Regions from separate parts of the Mus musculus genome. Here all the other regions are linked to region 3. Evidence: chromatin contacts called from public HiChIP or PLAC-seq data. All regions are on one chromosome and are shown on one strand. The core of a region is the stretch at or near the end of the contact, and the rest is flanking DNA. Distances in the headings are between cores, read along the strand shown.

Region 1 (2,987 bases), core at 202-2,701, 140 kb after region 3:
GTCTCCTTTCTTCTGTCCATACCACGCTTCAAGTACATTGACCTATCACCCTCCCCTTTCTTTCTCCCTCTCCCTCCCCCTCTCCCCTCCCCTCTCCCCCTCTCCCCTCCCCTCTCCCCCTCTCCCCCTCCCCTCTCTCCCCCTCCCCCTCTCCCCCTCTCCCTCTCCCTCTCCCTCTCTCTGACAGGGTTTCTCTGTGTAGCCCTGACTGTCCTGGAACTCACTCTGTAGACCAGAACTCAGAGATTTGCCTGCCTCTGCCTCCAGAGTGCTGGGATTAGAGACGTGCCATTTAATCCCATTTAAAGTACCTAAGGCCTGGCTAATCCAATCTCATGTCTGCCTTAAGGTCTTTCTGCTGTTTGCCTACTTGGCACTCCGATATTTTGAGCAAGTTACCATCCTGGTCAGTAGCATTTATAGTGATTCAAGACTTAGGGTGGCGGGGCATGGGAAGGGGAGGGGGAGGGGAGGGGGGAGGGTGTTAATACTTCAGGAGAGTCAAATGGCTGGTTTAGGCAGTTTGACCATGGGGTTACATTGTGGCAGATGGTCTCTACACCTGGCTGGCACAGCGAGGAGGGACAAGTACAGTTGTGTTTTTAGTCAAATAATGAAACTCAGAGGGGTCAGAAAACAGCACAGGGTCTAGTACCTCCCGGCCCAGGTGCTGCTCTGTGGCGGTTACTTGACTTTTGCTATGCCCTTCATTTTTAAATTGTTACTAATACTGGCAGCACAACTCATTATTAATAAGGCAGAGTGATCCAGAGAACCCACCGACTGTCTCCTGCTGGGCTGGTGGTGAACTCCGTGTACAGCTGAGTTTTTTTTTTTTTTTTTACAGAGACTCTCTGTGAAGCTCTGGATGTTCTAGAATTCTCTATGTAGACCAGGCTGGCCTTGAACTCAAAGAACTCCACCTGCTTTTTGCCTCTTGAGCGCTGGAATTAAAGGCAGGTGCCATCATACCTGGGAAACCTGGAACTTCTGATCCTTCTGAACATTGGGATAACAGGTGTGTGCCAGGAACTATGGCTTTTATTCAGTACGGGGCACAAACACAGGGCCAGGCAAGTACGCTACCCATAGGCTCCATTCTCAGCCCGGAAGTTAAGTTCTTAGTTAAGTGCTTTTACTTAAGCTTAAGTTAACCGAGACCAGCCAGGACAGTGAAACCGATTTTCCTCTCTTGTTTCATTTCCTGAAAGAATCATCCCAGTTTCACCCCCTTTCCTTCCCTCAACAGGAGGGAATGGAGAGAGAGAAACGATCCAGAAAGGATAAAACGGTAATCAAACAGAAATCCAGCCGTGCAGCAAAAGCCCTATTTGGCCTCTTGCTTGGGTAGGTTTCACAGGCTCATGGAGGGAAACAAACGCACATGCGCACAGGCCCCTAAACCCACACAGGCGAAACCCCTTTGTGGAGAAGCCAGCCACAGGAAACTCACTTCGGCACAGGAACTTGCTAATCGCTTTTGTCACTTTCGGAGTGTTCCTCTGCCTCGGTCACCTCCGACACTGAGGCCCACCACCTTGGGCTGGACTCTGCCAGTCCGGTGTTGCAGCTTTTCCAACAGTGACTCATTGGGAGCCTTGGGGAAGAGAGAGAGAGAGAGAGGTAGACCTCAGGAGGGACTCTCAGCAGTAATAGATTTGAGCTACGTTAGCTTTTACATGGCGTGGAGAGCTACTTAGACTTCCGGAGTCAGTCATTTTGGTGATGAGACTTGGCATTCTACCCCAGGTAAGACTTTTGCCTCTTTAAAAATGTTTTTTCGGTGTCTCAGGAATCTCTGTGATTTTGTTAAGATTTTTTTCTTCTTCTTTAGGCTGAACATTGTAATGACCTTTTTTAATTTGTTGCAAAGTGTAGACTAAACTCAGAGATGGGGGTGTGTTCGGCCGTCTACCCCAACTCTAGAGTCTTAACAAGACACACTTTGGTTTTCTTTCTATTTTGCTTTGTTTTTGTTTTGAGATGAGGTCTTGGATAGCCTGGGCTGGCTGATGTGAAGTCAAAGATGGCCTTGAATTCCTGACCCTTCTGCTTCCACCTCCCAGGTGCAGGAGTTACAGGCATGTGCCACTGAGTCTTAGTTTCTAAGGTATTCCCATATGTTCTTGGGGCTGTGTCAGAGCTTGCTTGTGTGGGGACTTTAGACTTCATGCAGCAGTGTTTGATGAAGGAAATCTAAGGGCCCTCCAGCATCCACAGAGAGCAGCTTTAAAGTTATCTAGCTATGTAGAAAAAAAAAATCGAAATAAAAACCATATCCCAGAATTCCTATCTAGCTATTCTCAATCCCAATGGCCCCTTTCTGTACATTTCTAGATTAAATTTAGTTTCTCAGCAGGTTTCATGCTGTGCACTGCCAATAGATTGGCTGGGCTGTAACATCCACAGCAACAAAAGCTTGGGGGAAAATCACCGGTTTTAGGTGCTTCACTAAATTAAAGTTGTGACAGATGGGTTCAAGCGACCGGATCTAAGATGGTGCTGTGCATGAGAGAAGAGAAATATAAGGAAACCCGTCCTTCGGTGGACCTTCAAGTCTAGTAGTTACAGCGAAAGATACAGGTTAGGAAACAGTTGAAGAAGAAGCTGGGTCACAGAAGCTTTAACAGCTGTAGGGTTTCGAGAAGGGTTCTGGGAGTGAGCTGGAGTGCTCAGAAGGAAGGATGCTTATAAAGGATGGGGGCTTAGCAGGAAGCCTTAGGAAGGATGGGGGCTTAGCAGATGGAGAAGGGGAAGGTTGTTGTAGACTTGGAGGGCCATGTGGACTTTCCATAAAGAGGAGACTGACTGGCCTAGAGACTGGCCCAGTGGTTTACCCTCTGCCGGATCAGGGTTAGAAAGACAGGGTGTGGGCCAGCTGGAGAGATGAATGAGAAGAGACTACATTCTGTAGTTTTAAACCTTCTTTTAGCCATTTGTAGAGGGACTCGGCCAGTTTTGCATCCTTGGGCCACCTTCTGAGTGCT
Region 2 (2,793 bases), core at 122-2,621, 160 kb before region 3:
ATATTAAATGTTGGGAGAGGACTGTGTCTGCTAGGTATGGTTGAGGGAGGGCTTATTAAGGGAGAGTACAAAGGCTCTGGACTGAATATGGCCATGAAAGGAGGGGTGGGGAGTGAGAGAGAAAAGAGGAAAGGGATGGTGGTTTGGGGCAATCTGAAAAAGAGATCAGGAGATTCAGGTATGGAGGCAAAATGGCTGTTATATAGCTAAGTGGAAGCTCAGCCCCATGGAGGGAGAGGCTTAGGGTAGGAGGTCATGTGAGAAGTGCTGGGAAGAGCCACAGGTACTGGGCAAGACCTCTTCCAGATTTCTTTGAGATTTAACAAATGTAGCTGCTAAGCTTTAAATATCTTTATTTCAAACAAGGCATGGAGAATCAAATTTTTCTCTTCCATCAATTTGTTGGTCCACTTTCTCTTCCTCTAAGACAAGTTATCATTATGTAGTGATTTTTTTTTGGGGGGTGGTGGTGGGGGGTGGTTCAAGACAGTGTTTCTCTGTATTGCCCAGGCTGTCCTGGAACTCAATCTGTAGACCAGGCTGGTCTGGAACTCAGAAATTCGCCTGCCTCTGCCTCCCACCTGCTGGGATTAAAGGCATGCAGCACCACTGCCCAGCTGTCTCATTATGTAGTGGAGGCTGGCATAGAATTCACTGCCCAATCTCCTTTTGTGTGAGTTTCCTAAGAACTGGGATTGTACATTTGAACTACCATGCCCATCTTAACAGTTTTTTCTACTGGGGCTGGACAGATGTAATTCAGTGGTAGAGTTACCATTCTAGTTGGTGGCATGAACATGGGAAAATGTAGCCTAAAATGAGGAGGACTAAAGTCACATGCAATCACTTTCTTTAGGGCATAATAGAATTTACATTCTGAGGGTTAAGCAAGATCATATGAGCAAAGTTCAGGTGAGTTCAAGCTGTATACTGTCATGAGGACAGACCCTGCTTGGAAACCTCATCAGAATAATAGAAGCAGGACCTGTAACCTGAAGTAAACCTACTCCTACTTACCATACCTGGGAGGGGCACAGAAGCACATTCTAGGAACAGCCCATGCATGGGAGGAACAGCTCACAGACTCTTCTTGATCCTCATACTTCTGCATCTTTAGTGCTTGCATATGTGTGGGCCTGGCTACCAGAGGTTTTACACGGAGATCTCTGGCCAGGCTTGGTGCGAGGGTTCCCCGAAGGGAAGCGAATGCAGGCAGGGAGGGGAAGTTACTTCCCTGCTTCTGCTGTGCTGGTTGTCTCCACTTCTCTGCCATGCAGTAATTCTTCACTGAGTCGGGTCGGGCTGGGCCGAGGAGAAGCTGACTAGCGAGAGTGCGACAGGACCTCAGGCAGCTCTTTGGGAGAGCCGACCTCTCCCCAAGTGTTAGAGCTCTTAGGACAAAGCCTCAGATGACGGAGTAGTTCTCTCCCTGCATGGGACTTATATACAGTTTTGGGGATGATCCAGGGTTTGACAGCAGGTGCTTTTTATTGGCTTGGACTGAGTTTGGGGAAACCTTATTTGTATGTGGGAGGGCTTGGTGCAGCTAGTACTTGATTGATGCAGCATGCCTCTCTGCAGGGGGGCTGTGGGAGGCTGTAGCTACCTCTGCTGCTGTAGCTGTGTGCTGCGAGCACAGTGGGATACCCAGGAGGCGTGGCCAAACTCCTGCTGTCCCTTGCTGTTGGAAATCTCCGCCCACCACGGGGGCGGGGGGGGGGGGGGCGCTCCGGTTCCAGACCTGTGCTCGACCCGGGGGACCAGGCACAGCTCACCACCCCACAGATATGTACTACTGATCTCAGCTGGATATTTGGATTAAAATTTCATTTTCGAATAGATAAAAATAAGGTGTATGAAAACTTCTTATTTAGGTTCTCCTCTGACCTCCGTGGGCACCAGACAAGCAAGTGGTACACAGACATATGTGCATGCAAGAACCTATATTCACAACAACAAGTACTTTATTTATGAGCTAGTAATGTGTCTAAGCTGGGTAGTGGATGCTTACCCTAGCATGTGCAAAGTCTTGCTTTGATCCTCGATATCAAATATTTATATGGTGGCACACACCTAAAATCCCAGCATACAGTAGGCTGAGGCAGAAAGATCTCTACAGGTTTGAGGTTGGCCTGCATTACATAGAGAGACTGAAAGGACAGTAATAGCATCAGTTGCTACTTTGTACTCAGCATTAATATGTTAAGGATTACTTCTTACACTTTGTTTTCCTTTCACCTCTGAAAATGTATTAGAACCCTTTTTGGAGTCGATGAAGGATAGAGTTGGGATTTGAGCTTGGGCCTAGTACATGCTCAGTATACCTATTCCCAGCCTGAGGACTGCATTAGATTTTGCACTGTTTTTCCTCCGTGCATGCGCGCGCGCGTGTGTGTGTGTGTGTGTGTGTGTGTGTGTGTGTGTGTGTGTGTGTGTGTATACATGTGTCTATATGCACATGTGAGTGCAGGTGTAGGGGTTGTTGGTTCTTTCCTTCTACCATGTAAGTTCTAGAAATTGCCACATTTGGTGACAACCCCTTTTATCTATTGAACCATGTGGCTGGCCTCCTTTTCCCGTCCCTCCAACCTCCTGCATTTCTTCTTTTCAGGCAAGGTCTATGTAGTCTAGGCTGGCCTCAGCTTTGCTATGTAGCTGATCTTAAATTTCTGATCCTCCTCCTTCCACCTTCCTAGTTTTGGGATCATACTCAGCCAGGACTTCATGTATTCTAGGCACTGTTATTGAGCCAAGTGCTGGACCCAGAATTCTGTACTTTCTCATTAGCAATAT
Region 3 (3,232 bases), core at 536-3,035:
CTCATCTGGTCTCTGCTTAACCTCATGTACCCTGGTCAAATTTGTGGGTCATCATGCAGCCCCTGAGACCTGCCAGTGGAGTCTGGTGGTGGATCTTTGGGCGCCCCTTACCTTTTGCCATATTGAAGTCCCAGTCAGGTCTAGTCAGGGAAAGCCCACTGTCCACGACAGCCTGGTCAATCGATGGTGCCCTCATGTCTGAGGGGGTATTCATTCTGGCTTCTGGCTTCCTTGCATTATAAATAAAACAGTCTCAAAGAGATTAACTGGCCCTTTGAAAAAGGGGGTGGGGGTGGGGGTGGGGGTTAGGCCTTCCAATTGTACAAGTTGGCCAAAGAGAAGGGCCAATATTGCATAGCCTGGTTGCCCTTTTTCAGAGGCCCATGTGCCCTTAATGGGAGAGCCACCATGGTATCAGGGGAGGTGGTTCTCAGGTCTCCTCCTGATCCTCCCTCCAGTAAAAGGGGGTGCAATGGCCTTGGTCTCATATGGGCTGAGGATCCCAGAAATGGTACTGGCACTGGTGAGGCCTTGGGGGCGAGGGTAGGGAGATTTGGAGGAGGAGGGTCTTAGAGTAACAGGTCCGCTGTTGAAGGATCTTGGAGGATCAAAATTTTAGGTCCGGATCCCTCCTCCTGCTCTTCCTTCTTCCTGATGGTCAGAACCTGTGAGGTGGCTCTTGAGAAAGAAAGGCTTTTATCTAGGTGTGTGTGTGGGGGGAGGGCTCCTCCACTAGATTCTTCTAGGTAACTATAAAGGGCCCTTGGTCCGGGTGCCTGAAGGATCCTGGCCTAAAGACTCTCTCCTCTACTGCTTTGATCACCTGCAAGTCAAAAAGTCCCTACAAGTGGGTCATGCAGAGAAGCAAAGAGTAACTAACTTGTCTTTTAGTCTGTCCAATATCCAAAAAAATGTCATCAGTCTAAGTCCAAGAACACAGAACAAAGTACTAACAAACACAAACTGTATCTGCCTCCTGAGTGCCAGGGGGAATCTGTGAGTTCCAGGCCAGCCTGGTCTACAGAGTGAATTTCGGGACTGAGGATGTAGCTCAGTGGCAGATCATTTACCTAGCATCTCTGAGGTACTAAGTTTAATTCCCAACACCACAAAAACAGACTAAAGAAAACTGATAGACCACATTTACACCTAATGAGATACAGTACCTAGTCTCTAGAGTGAGCAAGCTACTGAGATACAGGTAGACAGCAAGAGATGGATAGTGATAGGCTCCCTGGCGCCTCATAGACACCGCCCCCCTCGCCCCGCCCCGCCCCCTCCCCGGGAGTAAAATTACGGCTCAACAGGGAACCGAGAAAGAACTGAAAAAACCGGCCGGAAGGCAGTCCAGTTCTCTTGAAGCTGCTTCCTCCTTGTTTTTTAAAGAGACCTCCAGAAACTCTGTCATTCCCCCTAACCCCCGCCCCCATCTCCACCCCCAAGCACCTACTTCCTGCACAAAATAGGAATGAGACTGGGTGGGAAGATCCTGGAGGCGCTCAGGGCTTTGGGTTGTTCTAGTCTGCTGAATCTCCATTGCCAGTGAGAGATCTTTGCATCTTCGGTGGGACTCCACCCCCCTGCTCCCCCAACACGTACATTCACACAGCCACCCTCGTGCTGTAGGCGGGACACCCCCAACACACATTCACACAGCCACCCTCGTGCTGTAGGCGGGACTCCCCCCACCCCCAACACACATTCACACAGCCACCCTCGTGCTGTTTAGCCTGAATAGCCGGAGGAAATTGTTCTCTCTTTCCAATGCAATAGGCAGGCCAGATCTCAAGACCGACCTCTACCGGTAACTGGTAACCGCCCTTTGCTTCTAGATCTGTAACCAGATTCAAGTCCCAGCAGGCCTCTAAAAGTGAGGTAGCAACTGAAACCTGTGAAGAGGTATACTGGGCTAGAAAGAATTGTTTGAATAGACACGTTTATACCATCAGAGATCCAGGGAACGTGTGTGAGAAAGGCTTTTAGAGATGTTGGGTAACGGTGAAAAAAAAAAACAAAAAAAAAAAACATAAACCCGAATCTGGCTAGTTTAAATACCAACCTACTAAGTGATTCTAAGGTTAATAGTGTCACCATGGGAGTTCCAAAAGTCATTACTGGTGGGCCCAGAAGCTCATGTTCTCAGGAGAGAGTTTGAGGCCAGCCTGGGTATTGGGAGTCTGCTATGTTCCAACCATAGACTGCCATGTTTGTGTCTTTCCACAATGTCAGAATTTATTGACTAACAATACATTTACAAGCTACAGCGATTTTGTTGCCTGAAATTTTCCACGTTGTTTCTATTCCCCTTGATAAATGATTAACAAGCACAAGTTTGTTTTTTTTTCCCCTAATCTATTTGTAGTTTTAATTTTGTGTGTGGTATTACATATGTATGTGTGTGGAGGCCTGAAGTTAGTTAATTACTTTCTACCATTAAAATTTTGGGGGTGGGAGGATGGGGCTGGATGGCTGGCTCAGTGATTAAGAGAACTTGTTGCTCCTGCAGAGGATCTGTGTTCAATTAGAGCACCTACGTGTTGCCTCACAACCATCTGTAACTTTAAATTCAGGAGATCTAATGGGCCCACGGAGCACCAGACACACACTTGGTATGTGTACATATGTGCAGGCAAAACACATACACATAAAATAAATCTTAAAGAATTAAAATATTTATTATTTTTAATTAGGTATATGTATATGTATCTATACATAGGTATGTGCGTGAGTATGGGGTTCCACTGGGTATTAGATTTCATACAGATAGAATTACAGGTGATTGTGAGCTGTCTAATGGGGAGGCTGAGAAATGAGCAATATTCACTCTTTACTACTGAGCCATCTATTCAAACCCTCCCTATTAATTTATTTACTTATTTTTGAGATAGGATCTCAATACATATACATATACATACACATACACATATACATATACATCCCTGCTGGCCTAGAACTTGCTATGTAGACCAAGCTGGCCTTGAACTTGCAGAGATCTGACTGCCTCTGTTTGTCCAGGGTTAGCATTAAAGGCATATTCTCTCATGCCTGGGCAGTCACCTTTATTTTTTAAGATAAGGTCTTAGTTAGAGTTTTCTATGCTGTGATAGAACACTATAGCCAAAATCAATGTGAGGAAATGACTTATATGGCTTATACTTCTATCACAGTCCATTGTCTAAGAAGGTCAGGACAGGATTAAATAGGGTGGGAACCTGGAGGCAGGAGCTGATGC

The links. HiChIP or PLAC-seq counts read pairs in DNA pulled down with a chosen protein or histone mark.
Region 1: an H3K27ac HiChIP or PLAC-seq map of microglia shows a contact between it and region 3, with 3 times the contacts expected there. The contact joins the promoter of Rhoh here to the enhancer-like site in region 3. A contact is called at or near these places in 1 of 39 promoter capture datasets (the HPC-7 cell line), 1 of 15 datasets of contacts at CTCF or cohesin (CD8 T cells), 1 of 484 Hi-C or Micro-C datasets (B cells), 4 of 115 datasets of contacts at active chromatin or transcription factors (the SCID.adh cell line, bone marrow-derived macrophages, effector CD8 T cells and 1 more) and 1 of 9 other capture datasets (adipose tissue).
Region 2: an H3K27ac HiChIP or PLAC-seq map of embryonic stem cells shows a contact between it and region 3, with 17 read pairs. The contact joins two enhancer-like sites. A contact is called at or near these places in 3 of 115 datasets of contacts at active chromatin or transcription factors (embryonic stem cells and microglia) and 1 of 9 other capture datasets (liver).

Annotation. Positions count from the first base shown.
Region 1 is chr5:65,862,133-65,865,119 of GRCm38.p6, forward strand. Rhoh (ras homolog family member H) reads left to right here and starts at 1,452. Exons shown (of 3, transcript NM_001081105.2): 1 at 1,452-1,749.
Region 2 is chr5:65,560,085-65,562,877 of GRCm38.p6, forward strand. The region is part of intron 1 of Ube2k (ubiquitin-conjugating enzyme E2K); the gene reads left to right. It overlaps Gm40309 (a long non-coding RNA gene), which reads left to right. Exons shown (of 2, transcript XR_868455.3): 2 at 1-2,793. Among named protein-coding and RNA genes, the nearest start is that of Gm40309, 20 kb to the left of the region's middle. Within about 2 kb of position 1,372, at least 35 of the 459 cell types and tissues checked have an H3K27ac peak or open chromatin away from gene starts, as enhancers often do. A contact at or near this core is called in embryonic stem cells, where this site is marked.
Region 3 is chr5:65,723,161-65,726,392 of GRCm38.p6, forward strand. No RefSeq gene overlaps it. Among named protein-coding and RNA genes, the nearest start is that of Pds5a, 27 kb to the left of the region's middle. Within about 2 kb of position 1,786, at least 335 of the 459 cell types and tissues checked have an H3K27ac peak or open chromatin away from gene starts, as enhancers often do. A contact at or near this core is called in B cells, CD8 T cells, the HPC-7 cell line and 5 more, where this site is marked.